Linked DNA regions of Pelodiscus sinensis: region 2 is linked to region 1. A link is a contact called in public Hi-C data. All regions are on one chromosome and are shown on one strand. Each heading gives the region's core, a stretch centred on a gene start, on an enhancer-like site or on the middle of the called end of the contact. The rest is flanking DNA. Distances are from core to core; before and after follow the strand shown.

Region 1 (6,205 bases), core at 2,485-4,984:
ACAATATCTGTAAATAAAGAAAACTTTGAAATGACAATCTTTCTTAATATTTCTACAATGAATGTAATATTAAAATAAGGTATTTGGAGAAATCCAATACAAGAATTAAGATAACAGTTAAAATGCCAATACATGGCATTTGCTATCATTTTAAGTGTCCCTTGAAAAGGAAATCTGTAATTTTTAAAAGGTGCTTTGTCAGAGATGTCCTCCACCTCTCAGAGCCCTTAAAACCGGAATGGATAGTTACAGTATGGCTTGCATCCCATTGCACAACCCAAAAGAAAAAGACTATATTTAAATACTGTTGCATCATGAGGGGCACATAATGGAGGTGGGGGGGGCGGGGGAGGGGGAAGGGAGGGTGGAAGCTAAACCTACACAAACTTCATTCTGCCTGGACAGGGAGAGTAGGAGTAGATTTGGAACTCTAAAAAATTTCACCCACCATGGCTCCAGGGCTGAAAGAGTTCTCATTCCCTGTTGTGACCTCAAGGCCCCGGAGGGACACAAATTTTTTTGAATCTCAGGGCCATATCAGAGGTAGGGAAAGCGAAAGAGCAAGGGGGGGGGGGGAGAAAGAGAGGGCCCAAGGCCTCAGAGTGGAGGTGGAACTGGTGCGGGGCTCTGGGGAAAGGGGTGGAATGGGGCATGGGCATATGGAAGCGGTGGAAAAGGGGAGAAGGCTCTGGGCTCCAGCTAGGGCTGAGAGCTCTGCCAGTTCTGGCTAAGGCTTTGTCCCTGGCCAAGCACTCACTCCCTACCCACCTGTAGCCCCAGCTAAGCACTTCAGCTCCTAACCGCCCTAGACAGAAGCAAGGAGGGGAAGGGAGGCTCCCTGGATGTTAGGCTGGGAGCACAATGGCTGTCAGCCTTGCTCTTGGGAACTATCAAATAGTTGTGTAACTACTAAAATGTAAAATCGAGTGACACGACTATTCAATTATATGCTAACATCTCTTACATGATACAGTTTTGAATTCTCAAGAACAAAAACATTTTGACCTGTAATGATTTGCTAATGGCACAGTTAATAATACAATAAAAAAAACTAGGGTCTTTGTATGCAAGCCAAATCGTCAAAGAAAGCAATGTAAATGTGACAGCCCAAGATCTCAACTCAACTTAGTGCTAATCTCTCCTACACATTTACTTGGCAGGAGATTGGCAGAATGTATGAAAAAGATGAAGAAAAAACAAAACAGAAAAAATCATTTACTTGCCTAAAAATGTTTTGACAGATAAGAGGCTCACTGTGATGCAGTGAGGATGACTGGTTAAGGATCATTTTAAATGAGCTACCTAACTATTTGTATTAAAGTTTAATTCTACTCTCACATCTCATCACAGTAAAACACTGGAATTGCATCCCTTCTACTTCACCGATTCATAGAGCAAAATATTCAAACACACTCTTTCAAGTGCTACAACAAAGTAACTTAACTTTTTTCATCTTTATCGAGATAGACCTTGATTGTCCCTAATGTTCAAAAGAGATCTTTTCCTCTTCCAAACTTGTTTGGGCTAATTCAACCTCAAAAGCACAAAGAATTAAGTAGAATGAAAAGAACAGTCACCCTTGAAGTTGTTGTCTAAAAATGATTAACTGTTAAACAAACACCATGAAAGAACTGGATTCCAGAATCTTTGCATCATCACATACTACAAAACAGAAATGTCTATGTTTACAACACCCAACTTTTATCTCCCAGAAGTGAAGCATCTAAACTCAGCACATTATAAAGAAATAATCTGTACTGACATGTTGAATGTTGGTAACAGTTTAAAAAGTAGCACATTTTTCACTAGAACCATAAAAAATGTTAACAATGATAATTATAAACAAATTATATATTATAAATAAAATTTTATTTAGAACTTTAGATTTTTTTAAATAACTTAAGTTACTTATCACTATTTATGCTCTGTAATTTTACCACATTTCTGCTTGGACAATGAAGTCAGCTTTATTTTAGTCAATTTCACTTATGCTGTTCTGAGTTCAAACACTGGAGTTTTTCAAAATTTAGGAATCTCTCTTTTGGTCTTGGGTTCTAAAAAATAAATGTTGGGCTAAATTTAAATGGATAGTCTCCACTTAACCATTATTAGTTTGCTGAGCTATTGCTCATAGTCTCAGCGAAGCTCAGGCCAATTGTGCAAAGCGCAATAAAAACATACAGGAGATTATTAATCAACAAGACAAAGGTAGCAGTGATAAAGAAGTGTGCTTTCATAGGCTAGCTATGTCCATGTCTGATCGTTCTCATTCATTAATGTTTTAGAAGCTAAATAATCGCAAGTAGCCCTTTACCCAGTCAGGGGCTGACTTGGGTTCATTAGTCTGTATAACTTAAAAACTGTTAGAACACATTCCAAAAATGTGGCAAATATCAAGCAAGTGAACATGACATTGTGATAGAATTTGGATTGTATTACACCAATGGTGTGCAGCTTGCTCTTTTTCCTTTAACACTGCATTTTCCAAAATTATTAGATGAATAGGCATCCAAGATGCACCTAATTATACAGGACAAGACGACAGAGGGAAAACTTCCTCTCCACCCTACTACTAGCGAGTTCTCCATTGTCTGAAACCTGGTAATTTGAACATTTTCTTCTTAGGTAATGTGAAGATAATACTTCAGAGTCCAATCCTTTTCAAAACTTTTTTCATTTGCAGACTCCTAATTATTTTTTCCAAAGTGAACACCCCTTTGGAAATTTGAGGCATAAATTGGGAACTTCAAGGGATCTGTGGACCACAGGTTGAAAACCACTGATATAGACAATGTATTTATCAATGCATGTAACTTTTATTATAAAAAACAGGATCCTGCATCTGCACTATCTTCCAATTGAGCCTTTCTCCAACCCATTAAAGCAATGGCAAAACTTCAGTGGGAGCAGAATCAGGCTCCAGTACAACCCCCCCCGGACCAGAAAGCAGGTTCTTTGTGTACGATGCAGGTCTCCAAGTGATTCTCCCACTTTTCATGCCGCGAAAGGACTTGGACACACGCCTGCTACAAGGTGGGTTGATATGCCCGTCCAGACTCAAAATACATTCATCCACCTGACAAGTACTGTACAGGGCTTATTTTACTCCCACACGCGAAGTGGGCGATGCAATTCACTCGCCCATCACTAACCTGCAGCCACCTCGCGGAGCAGGCCGGCCAGGCAGCATGGGCACAGCAACACCCCAGCCGGGCGGGAACGGGAGCGCGTGCGGAGCCTGGCGCGAGCCCTGCCAGCTCTGGGCGCCGCGCGCCAGCAGAGTGGAGCGGGCGCTGGCCCACAGTCCTCTCGGCCCCCAGCCCCGCGCCCGGGGCCCTGCGGGCGGGAGGGGCCGGGGCTGCCCATGACCAGCGGGGCATGGTACCCGTCACCTCCCCCATCAGCGCGCGCGCGGGGGGGGGGGGGGGGGTTACCCCTGCTCCCTTGCGCCGCCAATAGCCCGCCCCCTGGGGAGCGCCGCTCCCTCCTGCGCGGAGACCCCGCCCCCGCCCCACTCGCGGGCCCCAAGGGCCGTGGGGCCCCGATCTCTCCTCACCTGCTCCCTGCCGCGCTCCCTCAGTCAACTGCGGCCGCGCCACACCAGCTGCCTCCTCCCCCGCACACGGAGAGGCGGGGTTAAGCCCAGGCTCGTGAGGGAAGGGGCGGGGTAATGGGGTTCGGCACCACAGCGCGGACTGGGCAGACGGGCACGCGCCAACGGCCCACCCTCTGCACCGTTGGGCGGTACCAAGGCAGCCTCCCTGCTGACTATTGGCCTCGAACTTGAGACGCGTTAAGACTACAAGTCCCAGCAGCCACCGGGGCCAAAAAGAGCTGGCTGTTCCCGGCAGACGCTTCGGCAAAATACTACGGCGCATGCTGGGTCCCCCAGGGCTTTACAGCGTTGCATGATAGGTCAGGTGGCCCCATGTGTCGTGTTGCATACTGGGATTTATAGTCTTCTGGGTTAGGTAATACTGCCGCTTCTTCTGCGGAGTTCTATAGTGCTGTTCTGCAACAGAAACATTCCTCCTTCCTTCAGTTCGTGCTAGGACAGCCAGTAGATACTAATTATTTTGCTATAGGGAAGGGAGTTTAAGCTTTTGCAGCCTTCAGCCATGTCGAATGACAGGAGCTAAGAAAAACGAAAGCCAAGTTCTCACTTGTTCTGGGTGGAGCACCTTTTCCACGTGGTTGGTGCTGGAGAAATAACTCCTACTCCAGTTCACAGCAGTTGTTGCATATAGAGGAGGGATGTAAGTGACTAGTCGAGTAGTCGATAAGCATATGCTTACCGGGTAGTCAAATCACTACTCGACTAGTCACATCCCCCACATTGCTGCCTCTGTTAGCCACCAGGTTCTTAGTACATTTAAAAGGCAGAGGCACAGTAGGGGCCAAGCACAAGCAGGGTTGCCCGCTGTGCTTCCGCCTTTGAAATTCTGCAAGAGCTGACCGCTACATATCAAAGGCAGAGGTGCAGCAGGGATAGCGAGTGCCCCCCCTTATCAACTAATTGAGTCCTGAGGACGGACATGCAGCAGACGCTGGCCCAGAAGGTCTGGGACGATGCACAATGACAGGTCCAGATGTGGACCGAGCTGCTGCAGCAGAGTCACAACATCTGTGCCACTGTCTAGGAGATGATGGCCTACCCAGCACCAGTCCTAGTCCCTGCTTCTGTCCCTGCTCCCCCTCCCATGCCAGACCCCACTTCCCCCGCCATACCTGACCCCACTCCAGCCTCTCCTCCAGTCTATACCCCTGTTCTCCCAGGACACCCCCACCGCCAAGGTCCCTGGACACAAGGTGGAACTAGCACTCAAACCACACACCAGTCTCAGCCCCAGCTCTGAGCCTCTCCTGCCCCCTCCCCATATCCAGGTTCTCAGCCCTCCTTCCCAGTTATCGTGAAAATGACGATCGGGGCTTTTTGGCGGAAAAGCGCGTCTAGATTGGCACGGATGCTTTTCCGCAAAAAAGTGCTTTTGCGGAAAAGCGTCCATGCCAATCTAGACGCTCTGTTCCAAAAATGCTTTTAACGGAAAACTTTTCCGTTAAAAGCATTTCCGGAAAATCATGCCAATCTAGATGCAGCCCTTCAGTACAAACCAAGTAGCAAATCAGGGAGGCATGGGAGATGTCCCTGCATGCTACCCCATTTGCCCCTCACCTCTAGACAAAAGAATTGAAGGACCCCTTCTATGTGAACTCCTGATGTAGAACTTAGTGAGAAGTTTTGGGGAGGGACACAAGACAAAAAGAGAATAAACAAAATACTTGATAAAGCAAACAGAGAATGAATCAATGTATCAATTTCTCAACACTTTTCACATCCCTGGTCAGTCATTTGCTATGTCTCTGACCCATGTTTAACTAAGAGTTCTGAGAGTACCTGTTCTTTGGACCCAATGCTGGTAGATAGCTATGACTGGAAGGTGCAATAACTAGATAGAATTACAAGAATTCAAAATAGGCAGGGATTCAGGTTATGACATTTACCCATTTTGTCAAAATTAAATTTTCTTCTGGCACCATGTAATAAAATTGTGATTTACAGTGTTGCTGATTACATGCTGGTATTGATTTGTTATATTATAGGACAAAAAAGTTTCTTGGATGGCAGGGTTTCAGGGATTTTGTTTTAGGACTGGATAATGTAACTTTTCTTTCACTAACATTAAGAGTATGTCTACACTTTAGGCCGTGTCTAAACTACACCCCTCTATTGGTGAAGGGATGTAAATTAGATGTTTCGAAAGTGCAAATGAAGCGGGGCTTCATTTGCATATTCGTGTTCTGGTGCTGTTTTGAACAAGCGCCATTTCGAAACTGAAACCGCAGTTTAGACACAGTTTTTCCGACAACAGGGCGATTTTTCAAAAGATCCTGTATTCTTCTTCAAAAATCTCTCTGTTGTCAGAAAAAACAAGTCTAAACCATGGTTTTGGTTTCGAAATGGCACTTGTTCAAAATAAATAGGTGTACACATCCCAAACTCATAACTCTGGTCATCTGAAGAAGTGGGCTGTGCCTATGAAAGCTCATGATATCATCTACATGTTTTGTTAGTCTATAAAGTGCTACCAGACCATTTGTTGTTGTTTTTCTGTAACAGACTAACTCTGCTACCCCCTGCAGCAAGGTATTTATAGTTAGACCAATGCAGCTTCAGTGTAGACATTTTGTTATTTAAATCAACTGT
Region 2 (6,205 bases), core at 1,868-4,367, 350 kb before region 1:
ATAAGATGTAATGTAGATTGTGATGTAATGTCAAGTGTGTCCAGTATTTTTGTTGAAACCATCTGGCAACCCTACTATTCAGGTACATAGGTACACATTGTTTCCCTTGGCATCATTTCATAGAAAGATTCTATCTTTTAAACGGATCAAGAAAGAAGGTATTGTCTGAAGTTTATTGAATTTATATTCTCCCTTATGTTAACTTTAAGTTGGATGAATCAGGTTCAGGCAAGCAGCTAAAAATAAATTACTGAAAAGGGGATTTTAAAAATACCTTTTGAAGTTATGGTTTAGATCTATGAGGAGGATAAAACTTTACAGATCATGAAAAAGGCCAACAGGTTGATTTGCAGTATGGAGAAGAGGACTGAAAAAGGTTCTCTTTGCCCTGAATTTTGCACAGCAAAACTCTACAAATTCCACAAGAAATTGCTATCAAAACTCAAGAGGGGACAATATAAAGATTATTTTTACCTTAATTATTCAGAGTACTATACATGGTACCAGCACCTGACAGAACTGAGCTTTTAAATATATATTTGCTCCTTTAAGTGCCTGAGCTGCTAAATCACTTTTTAAATCAAAGTGGTTTTGCTCAACAAGTAGGCTTGTTACAATGCTTTATCACACAGACTTTTTTTTTCAAAGACAATGAGATGTAATATAAATTAATGTGAAAACAGTTTAAAATATTTACTTCTGAAATTAGTTATACTATTTAATTTATATTCTAGGCTTCATTTCACTAGGAAACTGGAGTTAACTTAGTGGCTACATTAAAAAAAGAGCTAAAGTTATTTTACAAAGATATCAAAAACTTCAGAGGGTTAGCCAAGTTAGTCTGTAACTAGAAAAACATAAAAAACAATGAATAGTCTAGTAGCACCTTAAAGATCAACAAAATATTTTGTTAGACTTTAAGGTTCTACTAGACTATTCGGTTTTTTTTAAAGTTTTACAAAGATGGCTTAGCATTTACAAATGATGCTAACTTCCTTTGTACAGCACTGGGGGAAAAACATCAGCAGCACTTCAACACAAGGTACAAAAGAAATACAGTATTGAAAGACTCCTTTTAACTTCATAGTATATTTAAATAGATTACCAAAGATGATTTATTCCCAACTCCCATGCCAAAGGTTGGTTAGGATGCCAATAGTGGCTACCAACAATTTCAGACAGCAATTTCCTACAAATTTACAAAAGGAAATTCTGCCATCTAGTGTAAAATGTATTAATTACACAGCTACGCTGCATTCCAATCAATTTCTACCATATTTGTTTAATGACTTTAGTTAGTTGGTTTATCTTACCTCCTTTTATATATTTCTTTATTTCCATTTCTATCAGACTCTTCAGCAGGTCTCTCTTCTATATTCTATAATATTAAAATTATAAAATGCTTGTCTCAAAAACACATAGATATGATCAGAGAAGAGGAGGCTATGCAAACCAAAGTAAGACACATAATTCCTAGGAGAAATGATGGAAGCCTCTTGGAACATCTTTAAAAAACAGACTCAGATCCTGCAATAAGCTCTGAATGGATGTCCCTGTGCACACACAGTGATCAATTGCCTGATCAGGGCCATATATTGCTAGGCAGATAGATCTTTATAACCTATATTCCTACCATTCTAAATTCACTGAGAGCAGAGGAAGATACAAGAAACTATGGTAGGTCCTGATTCTGCATGTGATGACTCATGTGTCATTAAGGGTTATCAATTTTGGTAGAACATATCCCTTGAGGTTTCACCACATGACATAATCAGAAGAATCATAGTTTGTCCAGATGTTTGGGAAATTTAATCCTAAACTCCAAAGCACTTGCTTCCCATGAGGGAGGAGTAGGAGGGGCTGGCTACTCCTTGGGAGCAAGGTATAGAGAGGATTGGCTGATCCCCTTGAGGAGAGTTTAGGGGGATTGGCTGCTTCCCTGGAAGCAGAAATGGGGGCTAACAGCTGCTTCTTGTAAGGGGGAACTTTAATTGAAAATAATTTTTAATCTTTGAAGGCTAGGACAACCCTGGAAATTGGCAGCTCTATTGACAGCCCACACTGAAGCCAATAAATGTCCATCTGCACAAAGCCAGTTGGAGCAGATCTGTGTATAAACCAGTAGTCTCCAATTTTTAAAAACACTGCTTACCTGTGATGGCTCCTGGGTGGTGGTGCAGTGGAGCTAAGGTAGGCTCATCCCTGCCCTGGCCCTGCACCACTCCCCAAAGTAGCCAGCAAACTCCCTGCAAGCCCTATTGTACCCCCACCTCTGTTCTGTGAAGACAGACTATAGCTTGGGAGGGGGCACCCTAACATCAGCACCCCCCCTCTCCTTTTCAGGCTCTGCCCAGCAAGCAGGAAGCTCCTAGGGGTGAGGGAGGCAGTTCCAAGGCTAAAGGCAGGAGTTGTGCAGCAGTTCTGGAGAGGCAGCCGAAGAGCCAGCACTGGATAGCCTCTTGGCCAAACCAGTCAGCATTACCTGTCAGAGGCCCCAAGATCTACTATCTACTGGTTGTTGACCACTGGTATAAACAAACTACCAGGGCACCATCTCATTAATATATAATAAGTTTATAGTTCTGTATTTCAAGCACGCTATTTGATAAGTCTGACAAGGAAAAAGAATGAAAAAATGTTAATGTGAAAAGAATCAAATTTCCAACTAACTGAGCTGAACTTGACTTTTGAAGCTTCAGTTAGTCCTGGTCCTTCTCCCAGCAGCGAAAGCAACTTAACATTTCGTACAGGTACTGTCCTTTCGCAACGTGGGCCCCTGCCGGTTCTTTAAATAGTTCCCTGCTGGTTTTTGCTGCAGCTCTGGCCTGGCCCCAGGGTGACCCGCTGACATTCCCCTCTGCCTCCTCCTCGTTCGGCTCAGCGGGCGCCCGCTGCTCCCGGAGCAAAATCCGAGTCCACTGCTGAGCACTGGGAGAATTTCTTCCAGTGGGTGAAAGCGCCTCTGAGCAGACACAGCGGCCCCGCCCTCGCGCCGTGGCAGAGGCTGCGAGCCCGGCTGCCCGCTAGGGGGTGCTCCTAGGACACGCCGGCCGCAGCGCAGACCGCCCGCCGCGCACTACATTTCCCATGGGGCGGCGCGCGCCGACAGCCGCCCGCGTCTGCGCCTCGCCTCGGCGAAGAGGCTTCCGGGAATTGCAGTTCCAAGGGGACGCAAGGAGAAAATGGCGGTGCCCAAGGCCACGGTGGTTCTGAAACACGTGAAGAGCGTCATGGTCCGGTTCTGCCCTTTCCAAACCAACGTGGAAACCACGCGGTGAGGAGAGCTCGGGAGGGCGGCCAGGCCCCCGCAAAGGCCCCTATTCCCCCTCCCTCGGGGAGCAGCCAGTGCCCCAATTACCCCCCCCCCCCGGCACAAGACAGTCCCCCAATTCCCCCCCCCCCCCGGGGAGCAGCCAGTGCCCCAATTACCCCCCCCCGGCACAAGACAGTCCCCCAATTCCCCCCCCCTCGGGGAGCAGTCAGTGCCCCAATTACCCCCCCCCGGCACAAGACAGTCCCCCAATTCCCCCTCCCTCGGGGAGCAGTCAGTGCCCCAATTACCCCCCCCGGCACAAGACAGTCCCCCAATTCCCCCCCCTCGGGGAGCAGCCAGTGCCCCAATTACCCCCCCCGGGCACCAGATAGTCCCCCAATTCCCCCCCCCTCGGGGAGCAGCCAGTCTCCCCCCCCCATCCCCCTTCTCGGGGAGCAGCCAGTGCCCCCTTGTTCTCCTCGCCCTGTCATAGGGGAGTCGGAGGGTAGAGACCAGCCTGGCCTATCCGCTCCTGGGAGGGGAGGGGAGGGAGGGGGAGCCTGAGTCCATTCAGCCTAGCAAAGGAGGTCTTTGCCCTGCCCCCCGCCGGGAGTTGGGTTTCCATGTGGGAGGAGGAGGCAGGCAGATGTGGCTGTCTGTCTGTGCCAGAGGCACCGAGTTGTTCACTTTTCCCCAGGGCCTGTTCACCCTCTTTCTCACTTATCCTCTCCAGGTAAGGGATGGGGTCCCCCACACTAGCCAGGTGCACTCAGCATGTCTTTGTAGCTCAGATCTGTTTCTGCTTAGTTCCTAAAATGGTATTGGGGGTGAGTGTCTGCTGTTCTGTGCATTCAAGAGCAAGCGATCAGTTCTAGATCAGTTACCAAGTACAAAGACAACTTTATCTAGGCCCAGAGAGTTAACATGACTTTCTTCTCATTATTGTCAATTGCAAGCAGTATTGTCAGACTTAAATGTATAAAAAAATCCAAGTCAGATATCTAAAAATTGAGTTTAAAAACAAACTCCTCTCCAAAAAACAAGCTTTAAAAAACTGCCCTCTTTTTGAGCCTATTCGGTACACTCAGGCCTTTCTCTGTAACCACTGGGCTTACAGTTGTTTTTTTATTTTGAATAATGAGATTTTCTTATCAGTTATTTCCACTAACGAGGGCTTTAATTAATAGGCATCAAGTTTAAAACTAATATAAGGAAGTACTTCACACAGTGCACAAACCACCTGTGGACCTCCTTCCTTAGGAATATTGTAAAGGCCAAAAGTATAACGGGGTTCAGACAAGAAATCGGTACGTTCATGGTCCATCAATGGCTTTTGCCTAGATGGTCAGCGATACAACCCCATGTCTTGGGTGTCTCTAACCTTTGATTGCCAGATCCTAGGACTGGAAAATGGGAAGGATCACTTGATAATTGTAATGTTGTTTTCATTCTCTTTGAAGCATCTGGCACTGGTGACAGGATACTGAGCTAGATGGACCATTGATCTGATCCAGTACGACCATTCTTATATTTCATTTAAAACATCAAATAAAATATCATGAGAACTGGCCAAGTTAAGAATGCAGCAAGACATATGTAATACCATTATTTTCAGACTACTGGTTTAGTGAAATCTCTACAATTGTGTTAGTTTGATTGGCACCCTTTTAATTTATACTCATGTATCAATTGTGTTAATGTAAAAGGAATAGACTCCAAATTGCCACTCCAATGTGCTATCCTTACAACACTGATAATGAGAGTAAAATGTAGCAATGAAAATGGCTGTCTCTCAGCAAGATGGTACAACCCACTATCAGTAAGTAGATCAGTGATAGAGATGTAGCCGTGTTAGTCTGGGGTAGCTGAAGCAAAATGCAGGACAATGTAGCACTTTAAAGACTAACAAGATTGTTTATTAGATGATGAGCTTTCGTGGGCCAGACCCACTTCCTCAGATCAAATAGTGGAAGAAAGTAGTCACAACCATATATACCAAAGGATACAATTAAAAAAAAATAAAAAAAATTTTTAATTGTATCCTTTGGTATATATGGTTGTGACTACTTTCTTCCACTATTTGATCTGAGGAAGTGGGTCTGGCCCACGAAAGCTCATCATCTAATAAACCATCTAAGTAGATCAGTAAGTAGAAATGTTTGAACATACTGAGGAGGCAATTCTTTAATAGGAAGGTGCCATTTTTATTCACTTTAAAATACCGTAACAAGGTTTTGCAGAACAAGTGATCAAAAGAAAGGCTGAAATACAGTTATTCTGTCTTCTGCTTCTCTGTCTTTGGGAAAGACATCCAAAGGGCTGAAAAGTATAAATTCCAGCTTAAGGGGACATATCTGCTTGAAATGTAACTGAGCTAGCCTCCTAAAAATAAGAGTATAGCAGCAGTGAGGGAGAAGCTAGCCACTATCTATCGAGATGCTACGTAGGGATGTAAAAGCCCATTTAAAATATTAATCAGTTAAACTACCTGGTTAATCAGCCTGCCATCTTGAGCTGCTGGAGCAGCCCCCTGCCTGCAGCACAGTGTGGTGGGCCGGGATGGGCTGGAGAAGCCCTTTCCCACAGCACAGATGGGATCTGCTCTGGGTGGCTGGGTGCTGGTCACCCTGGTAAGCATGCTGGTAAGATAATACTTACTCGGTAACTGGCTAACTGATTACTCCTTGACATTCCTAATGTGTTCCTAAGTATGTACTTGGGGCAGCTAGTCTTCCTGCTGCCACAGCTATACTCTAGCACAATAGCTTAGTCTGAATTAGGGTTATGTCTCGAAGGGAAGAGTACTGACTAAGACCCCGGTTCTGCAAGCGCATATGCTTAATTTTACCCTGCTAAGCATAGAAGTGCCAAACCTAAAGTCATTGGGGAGCCATGCCAGTGCAAGTTTCAGCACATGTGGAGTCAGCTGCAAGATAAGGTCCTTTGTAATTA

Evidence for each region. A called contact is a pair of places that touch in the nucleus more often than the background predicts.
Region 2: a contact with region 1 is called in a Hi-C map of blood, with 7 times the contacts expected there. The contact joins the promoter of MRPL53 here to the promoter of SNX16 in region 1. A contact is called at or near these places in 2 of 5 Hi-C or Micro-C datasets (blood and an unstated tissue).

The regions. Positions count from the first base shown.
Region 1 is chr2:48,346,473-48,352,677 of ASM4963464v1, reverse strand. SNX16 (sorting nexin 16) reads right to left here and starts at 3,734. Exons shown (of 9, transcript XM_075920460.1): 1 at 3,557-3,734; 2 at 1-7.
Region 2 is chr2:48,694,904-48,701,108 of ASM4963464v1, reverse strand. It overlaps MRPL53 (mitochondrial ribosomal protein L53), which reads left to right and starts at 3,117. Exons shown (of 3, transcript XM_075920478.1): 1 at 3,117-3,274. The coding sequence starts at 3,183. PAG1 (phosphoprotein membrane anchor with glycosphingolipid microdomains 1) reads right to left here and starts at 3,099. Exons shown (of 10, transcript XM_075920476.1): 1 at 1,314-3,099.